2 separate regions of the Mus musculus genome follow, and region 1 is linked to region 2. Evidence: chromatin contacts called from public Hi-C data. All regions are on one chromosome and are shown on one strand. Each heading gives the region's core, a stretch centred on a gene start, on an enhancer-like site or on the middle of the called end of the contact. The rest is flanking DNA. Distances are from core to core; before and after follow the strand shown. Region 1 has its middle 44 kb from the start of Lhfpl2. Region 2 overlaps Arsb (arylsulfatase B).

Evidence for each region. A called contact is a pair of places that touch in the nucleus more often than the background predicts.
Region 1: a contact with region 2 is called in a Hi-C map of uterus, with 3 times the contacts expected there. The contact joins two enhancer-like sites. A contact is called at or near these places in 3 of 484 Hi-C or Micro-C datasets (bone marrow-derived macrophages and uterus), 2 of 115 datasets of contacts at active chromatin or transcription factors (bone marrow-derived dendritic cells and embryonic stem cells) and 1 of 9 other capture datasets (embryonic stem cells).

What each region holds. Positions count from the first base shown.
Region 1 is chr13:94,012,187-94,015,229 of GRCm38.p6, forward strand. No RefSeq gene overlaps it. Among named protein-coding and RNA genes, the nearest start is that of Lhfpl2, 44 kb to the right of the region's middle. Within about 2 kb of position 1,370, at least 23 of the 459 cell types and tissues checked have an H3K27ac peak or open chromatin away from gene starts, as enhancers often do. A contact at or near this core is called in uterus, where this site is marked.
Region 2 is chr13:93,850,922-93,853,945 of GRCm38.p6, forward strand. All of the region lies in intron 4 of Arsb (arylsulfatase B), which reads left to right. Among named protein-coding and RNA genes, the nearest start is that of Mir5624, 62 kb to the left of the region's middle. Within about 2 kb of position 1,715, at least 29 of the 459 cell types and tissues checked have an H3K27ac peak or open chromatin away from gene starts, as enhancers often do. A contact at or near this core is called in uterus, where this site is marked.

The DNA.
Region 1 (3,043 bases), core at 120-2,619, 160 kb after region 2:
ATCCCCCCGAATGCCTTTCTCCTGTTCTAACTCAATTCGGATAACTGCATTTGTCTGTGAGAAACCCTCAGAGACAACATCCAGGCCAAATGATCTCATCCCTGGATTTTGCAAAACAATATGTGCACAAGAGCAGAATTTATATCATCCCGTGTGTCCCATTCCCACACCCAGCCCTGGGATGCTCTTCCATGGCCTGGTTTCTTTGCCACAACTGAGTCACTTCCTAGGCCTGGATCCAGGGCAGCCTGCAGACCCCTGGCCACCACTCAGTCCACATACGAAAGCAGTTCTGTTCTATTTCTAGGAACAGAGTTACAATTTTATTTTACACTTATCTCACCCATTTTGCTACCCCAGATGTTTTTTTTTTTTAGAAGAAGAAGAAGCTGTAAGCATGAACAAAAGTGATGTGTGTCTTCCCTCAAAATAATTTAAATTTTCTACCGCGCCCAACTGAGAGCAAATGAAATCGAAGGCGAAAATAATTGAAAACCCCTTGGAGACACTGGACTAGTCTTGGGAAAACTTCTGGAGCTCCGTGGACTACCCTGGGTAATTAACTGCCTTTGCATTTCTGGTGTACAATCAGGGTTCTCTAGGGGAACAGAACTTATAGAACACACACATGCATGTGCACATGCACACGCACACACATATATACATGAAGGATTTATTACAGGCTGGGGTCCAGCTAGTCCAACAATGGCTGTCTACAAATAAAAGGTCCAAGGATACAATTGTTCAGTCCATGAGGCTGGACGTCTCAGCCAATCTTCAATCAGGGCCAGAATCCTAGAGTAGGTTCTAATACCAGTGAAGGCTTGCCGTCCAGAGTGAGGGCAAGCAGGCGAATAGACCTTTTCCATGTCCTTTCTACAGGGTGCCAGCAGATGATGTGGCCCAGAATAAAGGTGGATGTTCCCATTTCAAAAGATCTGGATTAAGGGTAGATCTTCACCCCTCAAAGATCTAGATTAGAAGTGGGTCCTCCACATCAAATGATTTAATTAAGAAAAGAAAAAAAAACAACAACAACGGAAAAACGGTGTACCCAGCTATTTGGGTTTTAGTTAAATCTGGACATAGCCAAATTGACTACCAAGAAGCCTTCACACTTAAGAGTCCATCTTTCCCATCCCAGGGAGTAGAAGAAGCAGGAAACAACAAACAAAACACAAAACACAAAACAAAACACAACCAAAAAACCTCCAAATAAAACTCGGCTGGGAGGTCAGAATGTCTTTCCTGTAGCTCCCTTTATCTGCAGAGCTGATCCTATAAAAATCAGATGCCTCCCCATGCAGAGAGCTCTCCCTCAGCCACTACTGACTTTTTATGAGCTCTTTAAAGCCTGTGCTGTTTACACGGTGTTTCCTGGTCTCCTTCAGGAAGACGGATCACCAGTGTGGCTTGCACCTGGCACTTCGTCTCAACGTCCTAACTGTTTGTTGAAGAAGCCCCAGTGATTTCAACTAGAAAAAACTTTTCCTTGAGGTTTTTGTCCATTCATGTCAAAATACAGGTAAGCTGTAATACAGTTGCAAGTGGAAGTCGTGAGACCATACCGGGAGTACAAGTGGGGTCCACAAAGGGCCACACAGACCTTGCCTGCTGTGTTTTGCTCTGTGACTCAACTGAGAACTGCACAGAGAACTTGACTGCAAAGACTTATTGTGGTCTTTATATCAAGGTCCGGGCTCTGTGTTAACCAGAAAGAACTAACAATCTGTCCCCAGAGCAGGTTATTTTATAGAATGAACAACTAGAGTCTGGAAAAAATTAGCCAGTTAACGCTCACAGAATCAGCTCAATAGTTTGGTAGACATTCATTCATTCATTGTTAATTATTGTGATTAGAATCTGCCCATCGCCTGTGTGGGTTCCTACAGACAGGAGCTTGATGAGGAATTGTAGGAAGAAGGCCGTTGCTTCCTCCCCACCCACAAGCCCCCTTTCCGGGCAATCTACTCAGCTGTGTGGACGAAGATAGAAACTGTGGATCAGGACTCTGGCTTCAGAGAAGGAAAAGGCGTGGCAGACTGGCTGTAGGATTGCCAGAAATCTGTCCAGACGCTGAGAAAGGTCTTGGAAATGTGAGCAAGGAGGCCACACTGAGCCACACCTCAAGAACCCAGGTCCAAGACGAAGACTCTCAGGCGTTGGGGACTTGGAGAGGGGGTCACGATGTTACCGGGTTCCGTCTGTGTGCCATGGCCAACTCTCAGGATGGGTATTTCATGTAAAGTGCAAATGGAATATAAAAGTGTAGGTGAAATAAATAATTGTTGGAAATTAGTGCCCTCGTATTTAGATAACACTGAAAAAAACAAATGGAAGAGACAACCATGTGTACATGCTGGGGCAGTGAGCCGGCTGTCATCCTTCAGTTCCCTGGAGGAACTCTCTTCTCTGGGCAGCTCCCATCATTCAGGTGGCTGATGCACGTGTCTTAGGAGTTCTCAAAAGGTCACATGAAAATAAGTCACTGGAGACAACCAGCCACCTTCCTGGTGAGTGCACAGGGGTCCGCCCGGCCCAACAGGTTTGTGCCTCAGGCCCCGGCGGCGGGAGCCTTGGCTCCAGGACTCCGCGGAGGGCAGGCTGCACGGGTGACGGTGTGGAATACAGAGGCCAGCCATTTCTGAGACAGGCGAGAACCACAGAGCTTCTGAGGCGGCGCCATCTTCGACTCCAGACAACCGGCCACCTTCCTGGCCAAAGCAACACAGCTTCTGGGAAAGATCCTGTTTTGGGCCTTCATCTTCAGCCAGGAGGAGGTCCAAACACCAGATAACTGTGCACCTTCCCTGAAAGAGGAGAGCTTGCCTGCAGAGACTGCTCTGACCACTGAAACTCAGAGGAGAGAGCTAGTCTCCCACGTCTGCTGATAGAGGGTAACAAAATCAACAGAGGAACAATCTCTAAACAAAGACAACTATAACAACTAACTCCAGAGATTGCCAGATGGCGAAAGGTAAACGTAAGAATCCTACTAACAGGAACCAAGACCACTCACCATCATCAGAACCCAGCACTCCCA
Region 2 (3,024 bases), core at 465-2,964:
TTTGCTGGGCACAGAGTCCAGCCCAATTCTCACCTCTTTTTTTTTTTTTTTTTTTTTTCTCCAGTCATCCTCATTAAAGTGGCTCTTGTGCTTGCTTGGGATTTCCTGCATCACCAAAGCTCACCATCACTCCTGCTGTGCTGGCCCAAGGGCTGCCTCTGGCCACATGAAAGTCTAGTATTCTGGGGACTCAGAGAGTTTTCTTTTCCTTTGGCCTTGGAGCAAGAGTCATCTGCACATCTAAAGACAATCTTTTTCTTGCACTCAGCATCTCAAATTTTTAACCAGACTGCTTCATGTTTGGGCTTATGGAGTTTTTTTTGTCTACCATTGAGTGTTTCCTCCTCTGTTCTTCGGACAGAAGTGCTGGCCAGTTCTTATAATGTTTGTCTGCCTGTCCTGATGCTGGACACCAACCACCAGTGGGATCCTTTAGCATCTGGCAAAGCTTCAGAGAAGGGCTCCGGGGAAATGGAACTGCCCGGGAAGTGGAACTGCCGGGCCCCTTAGTTCAGGTCTCACTGACTTTTCTAAGTCTCTAAAGAGAGTCAGGAAGATGCTGATATTAAGAGTGCTAGTTAACAGCAACTCTGCAGGTTTTGACACATGTAACTAATATTGCATATTTGGAAATACAAAAGCAAAATAGCCAATGCTTACCTAAACGGAATATTCTAGCTTTCTCTGATTTAGCAATCTCCGAGACTCACTGGCCTCTGCATTTTCCCTACCACATATGTAGTAATACATCTATTATTTTGAACCACAAGTCTCTTTTCCTGTCTGTTCATAGGATTTTCAGTTACTTGCTGCTGTCCTGAGCTTGCCAAACCTTCGAGTGCTTCTGCAGTAATTAGCTTATTGTTTCTCAGTTTGGTATTACTGAAAGACTAAGCTGCAGACTCGTGGAGAATTACCTGACCGTCAAGAATGGTTTTTAGGTTTGGGAGAGGAGTTAAATGATTGGTCAGTAAACACTAACACTCCCGAGGGGCCCCCAGATGTAGTTTGCCTGCAAGTTTGTAAAAAGGATAAAAAAAATTTTTTTTAAATAAAGAATTTAAAGTTGAGCATTTTCTGTAAGAGCAAACTATAAGAAAGACAGAAGATTTTACAGGTTTTATTTTTGTTTTTGTTTTTTCTAGAATACATACTTGGTCCTTCTGCTTAGTATAATAGCCACTCGGTCCTTCTGAACTGCTTCTCAGAGGACCTGGAGAACAAAGATTAAGCGTAGCATTGTTATTAAGCGTAGCATCGTTATGCTTTCGGAGAGCAGGCCGCATGCCTCCCTTTGTGCTGATCTTACAGCTTCATCTGAGGAGCTCCCAAACCTGTGCACACCCAAGCTTTAAATTACGAAAAAGTTATCTGCGCCCAGAGTGTTGTAAATTAGAACACTTTTCCGGTTCCCAGTCCCCTCATGACTTTCAGAGAGCAAGTGTTTTCAGTCTTTCAACAGACTTTTGTATCTTTTTGCCCTTAGTACATTTCAAAGAAGAGATAAGAATCTCAGCGGTCTCTCAGTATTCCAAGCAATAGACATCCCTGCCGTCAGAATGAGGAAGTTGCTCTATTTCCGCACTTACAATCCTTCTTGTGAATCCCACAGCCCTGGTTTGGCCTTTCCTCAAATCCATCTTTCTTTATCTCAGCTCTCTGGTGGCCGAGTCAGTTATTTGGTGAATGGCTGCCAAATCACTCACCTTCCCAGCATCCTCTTGGAGCCGCTCAGCAGGATCCTCCCTCGCTGGTTGCTGTCAGGATGGAGGCTGAGGCGGGTGTCCAGGGAGGCCAGCGTCTCTGGCACTTATCTTCCTTGAGTAAAGAAACCACCACAAACCCCTAGAGAGCCTCAGATGAACATCTGGATAAATATTCAGTTTCTGATGCTTCATTTGAATCTCGGGCCGTCCTTACTAAATCACACTGAACTTCATTTAAACCCATGCAAATAGAAAAAGTTCCTGAGTTTTCCCCAATAACAACAAAACCCACCATAATTCAGTCCACTCTTCCGCTTTCAAAAACTTGCTCTCAGTGTAGCATGTGATCTAGCAGGGCTCTAAGCATGGTGCCTGGGAATATAGCTCCAACATCCGGGTTTACCCGGGCCTTAATGCCTGGGTAGTGCTTCCGTGTCAGACATCATGTTAAGGTGGGTTTTGTTATCTTTGCTTTCCAGGCTCAGGGATAAAATATCCTGCCCAGATTCACAGCCCTTGCCTTGAAAGTGTTTCAGTGAAATTAACGAAGTGGAAGTGAAAACAGGTGATCACAGTCACAAAATGGCTAGGTAGATCTTGTTCACACCTAGCCATCATTCTGCTCCTGATTTCTTATGAATCTAAGTCAGAGGAGGGCTGAGGACAGGGTTCAGTGACAGAGCACTTGCCTCACATGTAGGAGACAATCAGTTACACACACACACACACACACACACACACACACACACACACACACACACACCACATACAAAAAAAGGAAAAGGAAGAAAGATAGATAATTAGTCTTTGACTAAAAAGGTCTTGATATTATGTCAAGAACCCATATAATTGAAAAAGGCCCTTGTTCTGCCTGCTCCTTGTGTCTGAGCTGTCTGCTTTGTAATGGCCATGTGACTGCCCTTCTGGTTTCAGGTTTTGTTTTGTTTTGTTTTGTTTTTTAAGATTTATTTGGGGGCTGTCAGAGCCATGAAGCTGGGGTTACAGGCAGTTGTGAGCTGCCTTACAAGGATCCCGAAAACCAAACCTGGGTCCCCTGCAGAAGTAGCGAGTACTGTTGATCACCCAGCCATCTCTCCAACAGTCTGATTTCATCTCTTTTGACAGGTCAGGTTACTGCTTACAAAGGAAGAAGGGATCTTGTCTCTTTGTCTTACTTATACCATGAGAGGAGGAATTTGTATGTCTCATACACAGGCTGCCATGTTCTAATCTAGGGGGGCTCTGCCACATGGCAGAACTGAAAATGGGTTTGCTAAGCTGCAATCTGGAGAGCCTCTTCCAGACCAGGGTTTTCCAA